Linked DNA regions of Mus musculus: region 1 is linked to region 2. A link is a contact called in public Hi-C data. All regions are on one chromosome and are shown on one strand. Each heading gives the region's core, a stretch centred on a gene start, on an enhancer-like site or on the middle of the called end of the contact. The rest is flanking DNA. Distances are from core to core; before and after follow the strand shown. Region 1 overlaps St18 (suppression of tumorigenicity 18). Region 2 overlaps St18 (suppression of tumorigenicity 18).

Evidence for each region. Hi-C and Micro-C count contacts between places; a contact is called where the count stands out from the background.
Region 1: a contact with region 2 is called in a Hi-C map of the C10 cell line, with 6 times the contacts expected there. The contact joins two enhancer-like sites. A contact is called at or near these places in 1 of 39 promoter capture datasets (the C10 cell line), 3 of 484 Hi-C or Micro-C datasets (the 63-12 cell line, the C10 cell line and large pre-B cells) and 1 of 115 datasets of contacts at active chromatin or transcription factors (large pre-B cells).

The regions. Positions count from the first base shown.
Region 1 is chr1:6,856,679-6,864,420 of GRCm38.p6, reverse strand. It overlaps St18 (suppression of tumorigenicity 18), which reads right to left. Exons shown (of 22, transcript NM_173868.2): 21 at 6,978-7,121; 22 at 3,481-5,961. The coding sequence ends at 5,821. Among named protein-coding and RNA genes, the nearest start is that of St18, 130 kb to the right of the region's middle. Within about 2 kb of position 5,855, at least 3 of the 459 cell types and tissues checked have an H3K27ac peak or open chromatin away from gene starts, as enhancers often do.
Region 2 is chr1:6,755,256-6,762,398 of GRCm38.p6, reverse strand. The region is part of intron 2 of St18 (suppression of tumorigenicity 18); the gene reads right to left. Among named protein-coding and RNA genes, the nearest start is that of St18, 29 kb to the right of the region's middle. Within about 2 kb of position 1,613, at least 51 of the 459 cell types and tissues checked have an H3K27ac peak or open chromatin away from gene starts, as enhancers often do.

The DNA of each region.
Region 1 (7,742 bases), core at 4,606-7,105, 98 kb before region 2:
ACCAAAACAAAATCAGATGAAACAAGAGCAACAAAAGTCACAGAGTCTATTGTGTGTTGTCCAGCTCCATGAGGTCATGTTGCTGCCCTGCCATGGGCATGATACACCTAGTATCACTGCGGTTGAGAGAACTTGTTTCCCTCTAGGTTGAATTGCAAATAGTCTCTTGGCTAGGGACCAGACTTGTGTCCACTTCCCCCTCTCTGTATTGGACTTTTGTGTGGTTTGAACCTGTACAAATCTTGTGCATGCTGACATAATCAGAGTTCATATGTATACCAACTCTGTTGACAACAGCATATTTTTATGTAAAAACTTTTATAAGAAAAATGTTCAGAATGGTGTGTTCTTACCATGACAGAAAAGATTCTTTCAGACCCTTTTCCAAAAGTTTTGAGTAAATGATATCTCTTACTTAATGAACCAAGGCAGGTTAGGAAGTTGGACTTCCAGACAGGGGTCATGTGCTGGCAAAAAAATGTCCTTCCGGGCATGGGCTGATATTCATTTCAGAGCTGAGTTGAATCCTGACCCTTGTACATATTTAGGGCTGGGAGGGCACCAGCAGGATCTTTATTCTTCCCAATTCCAGTTTCTTAGAACATAGTAATAATTTCACTTACAATGTAGCTTTCGAGCCCATGACAGTAAATTCAGGAGCACACCTAATACCAGGTGTTAGGTACGATGGTCCATTTTGATTGTTCATTCAGTTGAGATAATAAACATATATAGATTAGCGTGCCAATAAGGGCATTTCCAGAGACAGGAAGATGGTGAGGGTTCTGCCCTAATAAACAGATTGGTCCCTCCATGGATTTTCACTACAATGTCATTACTGAGAAGTGGTAGAAGGTAGGAGGCAGGGCCAAGTTGGAAGGACGATGTCATTGGGGTGTATTCCTGTAGCTATATCAATACTGGTCCTTTCTTTTCTTTCCCCATTCTCTCCTCCCTGGTAAGGACTTTTCTGCTTTGCTACAGCCTATGGAAGTAGCCCTTGTATCATGGTTACAGTGATGAAAAACAAATGACTTAGTGACAGCTTGAGCTCAGCTCTTAGCCTCTGACTAAATAGAAGGATTACTATCAGATTAACAGAAACCTAAACTTGGCATCTCTCAGAAATCTTGTCAAGCCATTTACTGTTTGTCAGGAAAGCTATTTCTTCCCTTATCCACCTGCAACAGTCAACTGCCTTCAGCAAGGTGCACCTAGCTCTTGATTAGCTCCAACAATCTACCTCAGTTCAAAGTTTCCATGCTATCCTACAGGTTGTTATGGCCTGCATCTCATCTTCTCCTGCTCTGTCAGGCTGTTCGGGCTCATGCGCTTTTCCTCTTGTCCCCTATAAAACTGGCAAAGCTCTTCCTGCTGCCACCCCCCCCCCACCCCCCCACCCCCCGCCCCAGCAGTCTAAATCCCCAAATAAACTGTTTTTCCCCTCATGGAGTGTTCTAGTCTAGTGGTTTCATATCATTCCTGCTCATATCCTGCAGATGAAACTGTATCTGGCAGGAGCCTAAGAAGATTCTGTTGGTCAAAGTGGTGATGGTCAAACGTGTATAATAGGCTTTCTTATTTCTGGTAGTGTAGACCAATGTGTGTATGGTGAAATCCATGGATTTTAGTAGATTTTTCTTCAAACACAGGGAAGCTGCTTGATTAGCTTTGCAAGCAAATGGGGTTGAATCTAGGGTGCATTTTTGTCCAGTTTTATTGTTTTGGGCACTACTGTTACCTGCGAACCAGCCATCTCACCATTTTCATTGCATATGGTAACATGGCTCCTCAAGCCCAAGGGTTTTCTCAGTATACAAAGCATCTCTGACTGCGAATGACAGTGTGGACAGTTATTAGCAAGTTCAATCTGCTTACTGTATGTCACCTGCTGGATAGCTGAAGGAAACAGAAGGCACTACTTGCAGGCCACAATGAAGTGGGTGGAATGTGTGGAAAGACACATCCAAAACATTAGTAGTGAAATCCTTATGTGCTAGAACAAGGCAATTTCTCAATTCATCTGTCCTGCTCTTTTCATACAGGACTTTGGATCCAGATGAAGCATGCCGGAGTTCTAAATACCTCAAGATTTTATTTTATTTTACTTTTTGATGGAATGGTAATAGACAGAAAATGATGACAGAAAAAGTTCTTATCAATTTCACATCCTATTACAATTGAAATACACTGAATATAGTTGTATTGCTTTACTGCAAGAAATATTTGAATTGCTAAACAAATCAACTCCACCCTCTGATTGTTAAATCTCTTCAAGGAAGGTGGCAGGCATGGAAGATGAGGCTTTAGAAATATGCTGTAGCAACTCCACTATCAAACTACACCTAACCTTGAAATTCAGTCTTTCTTTGCAAAGCAAAGGCTGCTACTGAGAATTTGAACCACGAGGTATGGAGTTTTACACTGAATCTTCAACCCACTTTCCTGAGCTTTCTATCTCCAGTCATCTGGATTCCTTTTGTACTTTCTTTGTTATTCATGGGTATTTTCCCTTCACACTCCATACTTGCGGTTCCTCTGCCTGCCATGTCGTTTACCAGTGTCTCGACCAATCTGGAACTCACACTTTTCCAGGAAATACAAGGTGGATAGCAAACCTTCTTGCTGTTTCTACAGGAGAAATTGTATATTTACATGTCATAATACCTGTCATTTGCCTCATGTCCTCACTGAATTCAAGACCTCAGGAAGTTTGTTCTGATTAGAAATATGTGATGGGAAAGGGCAGATCTTGCTAAGTCCCAGTAGAATTGATACAATTCTATGACAAATTTGTATCATGAACTGTAGATACAACTTTCTCATAGACAGCAAAAACCAAGGTAGGATGTAAAACATACTAAATTAAGTAGACACTAAGATACTGGCTGAGCAGCTCGCATCGCTTTCCCAGAACACATATGAGCATTTCGTGTAAGCTTAGTGACTGAAAGTACGTGGTGCTCCCTGAAAGCAAACCTAATTTAAGCCCAGCTCCCGCTTTGATCCAGACTTCTCTTTAGTTAATTTGAGTAAATTTTACATTGCCTATGAGGAACAATCATATTTAAGAGATGTGTAAGTCTGGCTAGAAACTCAAAAGTAGAGAATACTGATGACTTAGGAAAACAAAAGCAGGTAGCCTAGAATTATCACATTTTTTGAACCTACCTTGCATAAATGTAAGCTATATTCAGGACCTCCAGCAGTTTGGTATCAGGAAAGGACTCCTTGTGTGCTATTCATTAGATCTGGGCAAAATTCTTTCTAGTTCTAGCAAAGGCAAAGGCAAACCCCATTTTGGAGATATGTTCTACACCAAGGTGTTAACCAATCAAGATGTTAACCAACCAAGAATCCTCTCAACCAAGGGTAAAAGTGTTCAGAAGGAATTGTTCTGTGTTAGAGGTTTTCTACCATATCAGGAGCTGTGGGTCATGGGGTTGGTGACATCTGTCTTGATAAAGTAAATATCATGGCCAAATTCATTATCAATTTTTATTTCCTACCATACACCAAATGCACAGCACTGAACACAATTTTGTTGCAATGATGTAAGAAATATTAATCATTTGGAGAAACAGTATACAAACAAACTACTTCAAATAAAAACGCATACATCACTGCCTTTGTTTTTGTTTACAAAATACCCAATTTACAGTATCAATCATTAACATAGTTGAAAAGAAAATAATTCAGTGCATGTTATAAAACACAAGTACGAGGAGGCAAATAAATACAGATACACTTCATAAAACTATATGAACACAAATAAATTAACTGAAGCCATGTAAATTATAGTAATAAATACATAGGATTGCAGGAGATCTCTTTAAATAAAATATATAACAAACTTGTTAAAATATTTAGCAAAGTAAACTTCTGTCTTTGTAATAAGTGAGCCCATTTGTGTGCTTCTTTGAAGTATTGTGTAGCAAAATGTTCAAAGACATACTTTAATAGGAAACTTTGTGTCCCATTTATAGTAGACACTACTCGCAGTAGCTGCTTATTTTAAAATTGAGCTTTAAATAAACACCTTTCCTACCTAAGAACAGACATCTCATTTTCACTAAACTAAGATTCAAGAGTTCAAATGAACCCCAAGCCAAAGATAAGCGCCACGTGATGCATAACAATATCCACGGTTCCACGAGAGTGGAGTGACTATACCACTTCTCATGTATCAGAGCATGTAACAGTAGTAACAGTGAATTCAAGCCTGTGAATGCCATCACACTAAATCTAAATATTCATGAGGCTAATAAAAAATAAACACTTTTATTATAGCACAGAAAATTAAGCCCACACTAAAGTTCATGTGTACTTTTACATAGAGGCACATCTGCACATGAAATGTGTGTGCACACCAAAAAGGCAGTTTAGCTGGTTGTCTATACCTTTTCCTTAAAAAAAATAAATATAAAAAAACTTTTGAAACAATGCTTAACTACTTTACAGTCCCTGAAATAGACATTGCCTTTACTACAGCAACTTCTAAACTCTGATCCAGTTGAGATTGCAGGTTGAATTTCACGTGTGGATGAGTGTGAGTGCATATATGTGTGTAGACTGTGCTGTTGTGTGTGTGTGTGTGTGTGTGCATGTGTCTGTATGTGTGTGTATGTGCATGTGTGTACATGTATGTGTGTGTGTGTAACATCCTTTGTGTCACTTGAAGTTCAAGAGTTTTATCAAATTGAAACTGCCTTATTTATTAGGGAAGCAAAGACCAATGCTGCCAATATTCAAGGTAACCACTTAGCTTGGAATAGCATTTTTTTTTTCAGGCCTTCTGTTTTGCATTCTATTCCAGTCAACCCAGTAAGATAAATGCTATTTCAGGGGATACGGTATCTACACAATTTCCATTTGGATGTGTCTGTAGTTGTAAGTACAAATCTACACCAACATTGTCACTTGTATATTGTACTAACGTGTAGCAGGAAAAGCCAAGCTGGTCCCATCAAAGCTTATTTCTCATTTTGGGAAAGGGTTGCCAACTAGCCAATATGACTTGAAAAACAAGAAGACAAATCTGATTCACTTAAAATGTATGCTTTAAGCAGTCTAAATAAATAATTCATATTAATTAAATCTCTGCAGCCATGTGGAATACTATGCTGACTATTTTATTTAATTATTGCTATCAAGTTCTGAGTGCGCTGTTTGCTAACATCCTGTGCTTTTGTGAGTGTGGATTTCCCACTAGTGGGCGCCATTTATCTTCATAATCCTTCACAGCTCACATTACCAAAAGCCATTTATAAAAACAAAACCAGTAAAGGAGAAATGGAAGTGCACAGTAGAAACCAAGCTTGACCACAGTGTAGTCCTGACATCAGGATTTCCTTCATACATTTCTTTTGTTTTGTTTTTCTCATTTAAATCCAGAAAGATATGTGATTTGAGAACAGCATTTCTATTTAAATCCTATTAGAAGATAAATTAATAAACACACCTGTAAAAATATAGTAGACTTCAAAATGCAGTTAAAAGATAAAAAACTCTTTGATTAGTAATAAATAAAATATAAAATGTCACATTTATTTTTACATATACTTTACAAAATAAAGAGTGCAATGAAGAAAGAAAAGAAAAAGATATGAAAATAAACGAGTTTAATAATTGACTGCATTGCTTTTAATCCAAAGAGTTTATCATAGTTTTTCTTTCCTTTTTATGTCAGCTGGGGAAAAATTAGTGCAATGTTGCAATTATAAACACAGGGACAGCCTCTGGGCTCCAGGGGTATTAGGCCCCTGCAGATTTGTGGGAGTTCATGGCCGTAGTGACCTCTGTTTCCTGCATACTGTCGTTCTACACATGGATGCCCTTCACCGCCTGCTTGATGCTTTCCAGTAGAGCTTTGCATTCTGGGGAATAGTCCTGTTCCAGATTGCTGTACATGTCTGTGAGAGTATTTACATATGCTTCAAAATTCTGCTCATTGATAGGCCCCTGATGGAGACACAAGGAAACCAATCACAGAGGTTCAGCTGCCCCAAGGAAGATCAGGAGATAGTGACAAATGTTGCCAACTTATATAAGTAGGAAAAGAAGGGTTTATAGGACTGTGGCAGTTTGGGATAGGACAGAAAATGTGTGTGTGTGTGTGTGTGTGTGTGTGTGTGTGTGTGTGTACTATCTGTATACTCTTAACTCATGGCATTAATGGAATGCAATTGAATAGTATTGGGGATCAATCTGGAACCACATAATAAATGCTGAGCTAGAGGTGTCCAAACTATATGTCTTTTCTTGGGAAGAGTCTGGGTCTCATTTGCACTTTTCAGTATAAAACCAGCTGTCTGTGGAAAGTATGCTAGGAGGATGAAGCTTTTGCCAAGTGGTTCTTTAACAGTCCTATGTTGGAATGGCAGGGATTGTACTGAGCTGAGGAAATTAACAGCATCACCAATATAGCTCCCAGCAATGCATCTCCAACTCCAAAGACTGATTTACATTTGTGAAAATGTAGAATAAACTTTTTGTGAATTCTAAATAGTTGCATACTTATGAATAAGGGGTAAGGGATAAGAGATAAGGGATAGGAATAGGAATACGGATGCCTTGGTCACACACATGCATTCTATGTTCCATGAAAAGAAGTTGAATATTACAATGAGATTATTGGGAGTGTTATAGTTCATGAGTTGAGTAGATGATGCTGAGGGATGTATAGAATCAACTGTTTGAAAACATATTTACAGTGAGTGAGCTCTGGCATCCAGCTTTCAAATAACTTTATAAGATAGCTTTAAGTAAACCTTCATCCTTAAAGAGTCCTGGCCTTTTGGAATGCCACTGGCCTTGAATTATCTGAATATGCATATCTACCGTGTTCTTAGATTGCGAAAGCATTAAGCATGAAAATGAATCAGGGGTAGGTGACTGTCAATAGTTCAGCCACAGGGTAATGGAACAAAGACATTGAGGTAGATGATGGGGTAGCAGAGCCTTGCTCTTGGTCTTACCATCTGTGGAAGTTGGATGTCAGCAAGGCTGGAGATGAGAGCCTGGCTAAGCCCTGCCAGCTCCTTCAGCAGACTCTCATTGCTCTGTTCTATAAGCTTGTTCTCCTCCTCTATGGTCTTCAAGTTGCTCTCCATAGATGTTATCTACAGCAGAGGTAATGACATAAGAAGCAGAGTTAGAGGCCTTTAAAAGGTCTCTGGGGGAAACCTGAAGCTAGATGTAAGTGCCAAGGGATGCCTCCATCCCAAACTGCAGCCCTGCCCTTGCATTCTAAGTGTTAGATACCTCCAGATTTATACTTTTAACAAGACTTTCCATGAATTGCAGGTCTCGCTTCTCTACATGGCTATATGGTGGCTATCTTATTGTCAATATGCCCCAGGGTAAATCGGCTATTTTCCCAATTCTTGCTCAGTAGCATGTCTCTTCTTTGCAGTGAATGACAACTTGAAATGTTGCCCATATTCAGGGTTTTTGCCCTTGTACTTCAAGTTCACTGAGAATTGCTTGCAAAATGTGCAGGATGAGGCCACTATCCACTTATGTTGTGGCCATGTGGACCCAGCCATTTGGTGTGATGCTATCACTTCTCACAGGTGACACTGTGTCAGCTTTGCTCTGTATAGTCTCTCCTTGGTCCTCATCAATTCACTACCAAATTTAGTTTTTTCCAGGTCATGGTAGAATGTACATCAAGGATAAATGAATTACTCTAAAGCCCAAACAATTCAGAGGCTCCTAATTCCATCAAAGTAAATGCTGAG
Region 2 (7,143 bases), core at 364-2,863:
AGCAACAATGAAGTTCAAAGCAAATGCATGGAGGTGACCAGAAAAGCCTTGGTAAAAATTCTTTTATTAAATGAGTTTTCTTTCAATCTATTCTAATTTTTTTTTTATAAAACTGAGATCACACCACTCTTTCTGAAGTTAACCTGAATGTGCCAACTGTGACCCCTCAGAGGGACTCAATATTTTTGTTCAATTTAGTAGGAAATTTTGAAATAGTGAGAGAAAAAGTAAAAGAAAGAAAGCATATTAGGCTGGACCAGAAAATTGCTTATTTAAAGGAACCTTAGTGAATGACAGAGGACATGTTGGCATCTTGTACCTATAATTTGGTTGGCCAAATTACAAGAAGAATAACATTGTTATATTACAAATTGTATTATTAATAATAATTTCATGATTCATTTTCTGTAGTATTAGGGATTGAAGCCAGAACCTTATGCATGGTAGGCAAGCACTTTACCATTGAGCTATATCCCTAGTCCTATTATGCCTATTATTACTCTTAGCCATCAAAAAGAAATGAGCCCTAATGAAGAAGCTGCAAGCAACAGACTGCTCCCTTGTTACCTGAGCTGTTCTGAAATGGCCAGCAGAAGTTGTTATTAATCCCACGTCTAGCGTTTTAATTCACTTTTCAAGGAAACAACCTGTTTTCCGTTTATTTTACCATCAAGTAACTACACAAGGCTGCATCTCCCCTATTTGGTTCTAGGGTGGGAGAAAAAAAAAAGACATTGAAAGCCAGGGTAGTGCACTTAGAATCCTAGAGAGGGCCCTGCTGTACCAATGCCACATGCACACATGCCCATGGTTAAATGTTTATAGTTGGCAGTTCTGACATTTTAAGTCACAAGCTTCCAACCTTCTTTGCAGGAGACTTTTGTTGCTGGCCTTTTACCTAGTGCAGTGTCCTGAAGCAGCAGCCTCTCACCCACACACGCCTGCTCCTTGCAAGCTTTGACCAGACACAAAACAGATGCTTTTTCAACTCATGTCAGCAACTGTGGCTGTGCAGAAGACGCAGGAAGCAAACTCTCACACACTGCCCAAGTAGAAGAATGGAAAAGTAGTACCACAGCTAGGGAGTTCTGATTTTGTGTTTGATCATAACTTAAAAAAAATGTTTTTGGCCTATTCTGCTGTGCTCTTGATAGAGAGAGTTCTGGAGCTTTCCACCTGCTTAGTTCCCTTTGTTTGCCACACACCAACCTAAAACAAAAGATCCTGGAAGCAGTCATACTGGTGAACAAAGCTCTTTCTAAATCCTGAAAGTAATGGCTTTCTGTCTAATGCCCTATCGTGTTATGTATTTATTAGCAATACATTTTCCATTTATTTTCTCAAAGATTGCCAATAAAGAACGGAATCGCATAAGGGAGTAGCTGTAAAGCCTCTGAGTTCCCTAATGTCAAACTCATTAGCATCCGAATAAGCACACAGCAGCACGTCATCTGCACAATCGCATTTTTTTACTACTTTTAATAGCGTTTCTCAAAGGGCTCATTTTCAACTTTCTTCAGTGGTTAGTTGGGTCTCCTGGGAGAAGGAGCTTCCTGACGCTCATAGTTTCTACTCTGCAGCCTCACCGCCGTTTGCTGTCAGATGCGTCAGCCCTCTGCCCTAACCCCATCTGCTGTGGCTTCCCTCCCTGGAGACTAGAACGGAGGCAGCACAGCTGAGATCTGCTTGAGAAGTGTTCAGAGGGTGCTGAGAAAAGATAAGTTTAGGAATAGGATTTGGCACACAAAGACCCAGGGTATGGAAGCAGAGGGAAACAGAAATGTGAAGCAGGGCTTCTCCAGGTCTGTCTGTCAGGTCTGAGTCCATCACTCAAGTTCCTCCCAGCTCCTCTGTGGAAGCCGACCACAGTCGGACAGGAACCTGGGTTCCTCTTTTCATACATATTCATGACACCTTTAAACCCCCACTTTTATTAAATGTCAATCCCTGAGTTTTAGAAATTATTATTTGTCACTCTTTAGCTGTTCTGTATGTTCCTTTAGAAAAAAACAAAACAGCTTTTCCCCAACTTAAATGCATAGTAGCGTATGGGGAAGGCACATTGTTAAGACATTACTCTCAGGTCTGGAGGCTTTCACCAAGGACCAAGGGCTTCCAGCAGTACTTCTTCGACTTGTTAGCATTCACTCACTTTCATGGAAGTCCCCACTTTTCTGAGAGAGTAACCTTAAAAGATGAAATTACATGGCAACCATGGTATGGCAGATTAGCAGCCCACACAGTGTCTTTCTAATTAATGACTTAGAAGTTCAAATATCTTAGCTACCTGAAGTCATCAGCAAATCCTCCATTTGCTGACTTCCCTTTTTTCAAACAATTAGAGGATGCCAGGCCTTAATAACTGCTTCATAGATAACTACCTGCTTCTGCAAACCTGTTACAATATGCTAAATATGTTACATTATTTAAAAGAAAAGAAATGTACATTTGAGATGGTATTTTGTTCTTATAGATGATTGGACCAAGAGTTATGATCTGTAAATCAACTCTGTCCCCCAAATAGAAAATCATAGGCCTACTTACAGTTTATTAAATATCCCAAACTAAATGAAAGGTAGAAAGTTTGACAAAGGGGCAAGTGATTTTCTCAAGTAATGTGTGTACGATGTACAACTTCCAGTTTAATGTGAACTCAATGCCATTTGCCAATGTGTTATAACTGGCATGACCTCACATTAAGTCACCAACACAATCGATATGTTCTAACATGAGCTCACTACCACCATCAGTGAGGTATAGCATAAAAAAACATCACTGACAATGTATTCTAATTACTATGACCTCACCACCATCGTCAGTGTGGTACAACTAACAACTAACATGAGCTCAGCATCACTGCCAATGTTCTTGTGGTGTTTGCCTGTTAGTGAAAGCAGCCTGCTCTGTCTACTCAGGAAACGCAAGCCCAACAGGCCTCCCAGAAGCCTGGAAAGTTCAAGTATAGTCTCCAAAGATTCCAAAGTCTGGAAAGATTTATTACCTTAACAAGTGCACATAAAATACCAGCATATTTTCTTTGACATCATTGTTTGTGAGGTCCTGCTTTAACAGCTTCTATCAGTTGTACTGTCCAATCCACACTCCACAAATTATTACTATTCTTTGGAATGGAAATACAAGTTCTTTGCAGTTCTAAATATCAAGATATATTTATATTAATCAATAATGATTTAAGTTACAGCTAATATTTGTATAATGATATAGTATTATATCATATACATATAAATACTTGTATTATTAATATCACAGAGTAGCATACTTGTATATAACCAATAATATACATATATAATGCTTATAGCTACACAAGGTGACTCTTCAGTTTCCACTTGTCATTTCACTTCTCATAACTCTTGTTAACATTTGTATTTATCTCTCTATTTTTTCAGTTCTAGTCAATAAGCCTTAGGACAGTTTTTTTTCCCCATTATATCACACAGTTCTCAATTTAGGAGATGATGCATCCAATTTTTGCGAGCCTATTGCCACGTAATAGTTATATTGTGGAAAACAGTCTCTTCTGCTGAACTCTCCAGGTTGGTATTGGATAACACACTCTGTTTTGGGGAAAAATGAATGTAATATGAGTTTAACTGAAGATTTTTAGGCAAATAAAAGCACTTCTTGCTGTCCATAAGTTTTCCTTTACAAGCAGTTCCCAGTCAGATGTCTGATTAGAGCAGGAGTAGGAAACGGAGCATCTTTGAGCCTGGCACAGTCCACATGGAAAAGCCATGAGACAGTGAGATCACTCAGTTTTAGAGAGGATGTTTCCAAGTTTACGTTACTGGATATTCAATTAGATTTTATATTGTTTTATAGATTTTATATTACTTACCCAAGTTCATCTACTTTTAATACTTTATACTTCTCTGACTTATCACTAAAAACCAAATATAATCCAAACTTCAATACAGTTGGTCATTTTAAAAGAATAAAGTAGTATTTATAAATTAATGTACTAAGTACCATTGAGGGATTTAGTTGAATTTTAGTGGTCCAGCTTTTGAATCTCTATCCTATGGAACATTTCAAGAAATCTTCAGTACAAGGAGTTTGACAGCCACTTTGATTTGCTTGCTTAGAGACTGAAGCCATGTAGAGGATGGAAATAACTGTGGCTGCCACTGTTCACAGACCAAGTGTTATACTTATACTAGTGGGTATTCTAGTATTCATCTATGTCCTTCCCGGCCCTTTAAAAATGGCAATACCTTCTCCTTAAAGTCAGACACAATTCCAGGACCTTATATGAGACCTCTATTTCTCCCTCAAGATGATTTAACTTTTTACCTGATTTAAGCAACAAAATAGCCCTGAAAGATACTTAAAGCCATGTGGTAATTAATATAACTGCATTTAGATGCCATTCATGACTGATAATTCCAACACCTTGTGGGAAAAAGTTGCATGCTGTAAACATTATAAACATATTCAAATAAGCTTAACACAATCTGCCATGCTTATTTCTGCCTAGATCATGGACCAGCGAAATGGTTAATGCAAATGGATTTATAATTTGCTTTGGGGGGCCAGTTTCTTCTCCTTATTTATTAGCCCAGCTGATGGGGCAGATTTGATGAGGCACTTCTGGAATAATTGAGTCATCACACAAAGAAGGCTGCTAGCATTCAGAGTGGTTTTATCAGCAGCAAGCAGGCCTGATTACTGACAATTACACTCTGATCCGGTGATGGAGGAGAAAGAGCCAACGAGTGGGAAATGTCCGTGTTTCTATCCAGGAATAATTTCTACATTCATTTTACATGCTAAGTGTTTCCTATCTCTGCATAATAAACTGTAAACAGGAATAGATGGCACAATGTCCCTTAATATTTCCTGGTAATGAAGACACAAATGTACAGTGAATGCTGATAAATATAGATGAAACATAAGCTATTCTCCCAGTCTGTATTGTTACCTTTAAAACAAATGCATTTTTGTGGTAAAAGCATAATCATAGCTAATGCAAAAAAATGACAGAAGATTGAAACTGTCCTTGTAACTACATAGAAACTTTGCAAAAGTCCTGTTAATCACAACTGCTTTAAAGACCAGAGAGCTGAAGGTTCAGAGTCTAGAGACCCTATCATCCTGTGTCTCAATTGGAAACTGAAAAACTCCTTGGGTTAGATGCAGCAGAGGACAGTGTGACAGTGACCTCCATTCACCCTCAGAAAAAACAATGACGGCAACACTGAGGACACCTTCTCCACTATGGATTTCAAGTTCCCTTCTGTAAGGCATGCCATCATGATACATCTGACTGTGAATAATAAAGTTGCCTATGGTCCCTGATTTGCCATGAGCAATGAACTACTACCTTCCACAAGCAGCTTTAGGCCAACTTGTTTATGTCATAGCTTATCAACAAAGTGCCACAGACAAAAATGTATCAGACAGCTGCCTGTTAAGCCAGTGTTTCCTCTGACTCAGAATTGAGTTTGAAATGCTCAGAGTACAGGAAAGTTGATATTTCTTAATGTGCCGCCTTAGATTTGAGTGGAAACACTCTAATTTCTTATAACATCAAGAGTTTACTCTTTTAAAAGGCCAATGAGATGTGAACCATAAATAATGAACCTGCCTGGGTCTGTTTGCTTAATCTTTTCTTTAAAGCCCCTTCCTGGCTTCCAAAGAAATAAAGTTATTCTCTGTTCTCCTGTGGTAACTATGGAAACCATGTTTTATTACACTAAGCACTTCACTTCAAAGCTTGTGTTACAACTAAATATGCTATTTTGAGTAAATCTATACTAAACATCCTTATAATGTCAAAACACTTTTAATGGAGTTCAAAGAACACTTGTTGATTAAAAACAAGGCTTTTCATTATACAAAGGGAATTTTTATCTCTTTAGGCTATTTCATTTTATATATATATATAAAATATGGTTATACATTATTTTTTATATCCTTGAACGTTTTCCACGTTCCTTACTACTTTCAAGACATTCTTCAGAATATTTTCAGCAAGTTAGATATTTTTATTAATAGTAAATATTTGGTTTTCATTAACATTTTTACAATAGTCTTTAAGTATGAATTTAGATGAAAAACTATAGCCGTTTGCCTTCATTTTCTGATGATGAAAATGGCATGGGAGAATCTACTGAAGTCTAAAAAGAAAATGGTATGATTCCTCGTTGTTGAGACTAATGAATTAATGGACTTTGGAGAAATAATCCTTGGATTTTTATTATCATTATAAAGTAGAATCTTTAATATAGATTATTTTCACATAAGTATTTTTTCTCTTAAAATATACTACCAATGGTTTAAGATAGAGTTACTGGACAGCAATATACATATTGCCCCCTAAGAAATAAAGAGTATAAAATGATAGTTCAGGTACAACTCTTGTCCCCAACAGTACAAATTAGCAATTCAAGGCTCCCAATGTGATGTGGAATGTCCTGAGAGAGAAGGGGCCAGTGGAATCAGTGGATATGAGGGGAGCCCAGAAAAGTTCTAATTGATCTAAGTGATTCCTGAGACATTCAGAGAACCCTAAAGAATATGAGAAAATGTTCTCAGAGATCTCGGAAAGGATGCCAGGGGTCAAACTGGTTCGATCAATGGATTAAAGCTACATTTTTATAAAGTTGCAAAAGGGTCAAAGACAGTAGATGGTTAAACTAACTAGCTGAAATTAAATGTCTTGAATTTCTTTTTATTTATATTTTTCTAAGAACCTTCTTTCATTAGGATAAGAACTGCAAAATCTGCCCCCAGTCATGATTGACAGCATACCCGACATTATTGTACTGGAAGAGAATGTTGAGGGTTTGCCCATTTTGATGATGCCTTGCATTCTACTTACTCATGACTTCCTGCTTTTACCTAGGCTTAGGTAGGCCCATGAAAGGAGCAATGTGTCATCTAAGAACAATTTTATGGCTATGGTATGTGCTCAGTACCTTACTGCTAAAGTAAGCCCCAAATAATCATTTTCAGATTCTTGAGACTATAGGTTATCAATTGATTTACATAAATTCCAGTCACTCAGCATCTGGGATATTATAGGATTGGTCACTTTGGTTGCTTTGCCAGCTACAGAAAATTGACAGGGTTTGCTCCCTTATTATGAGATAAGGTCTTGCTGTGTATCCCAGAAGACCTCAG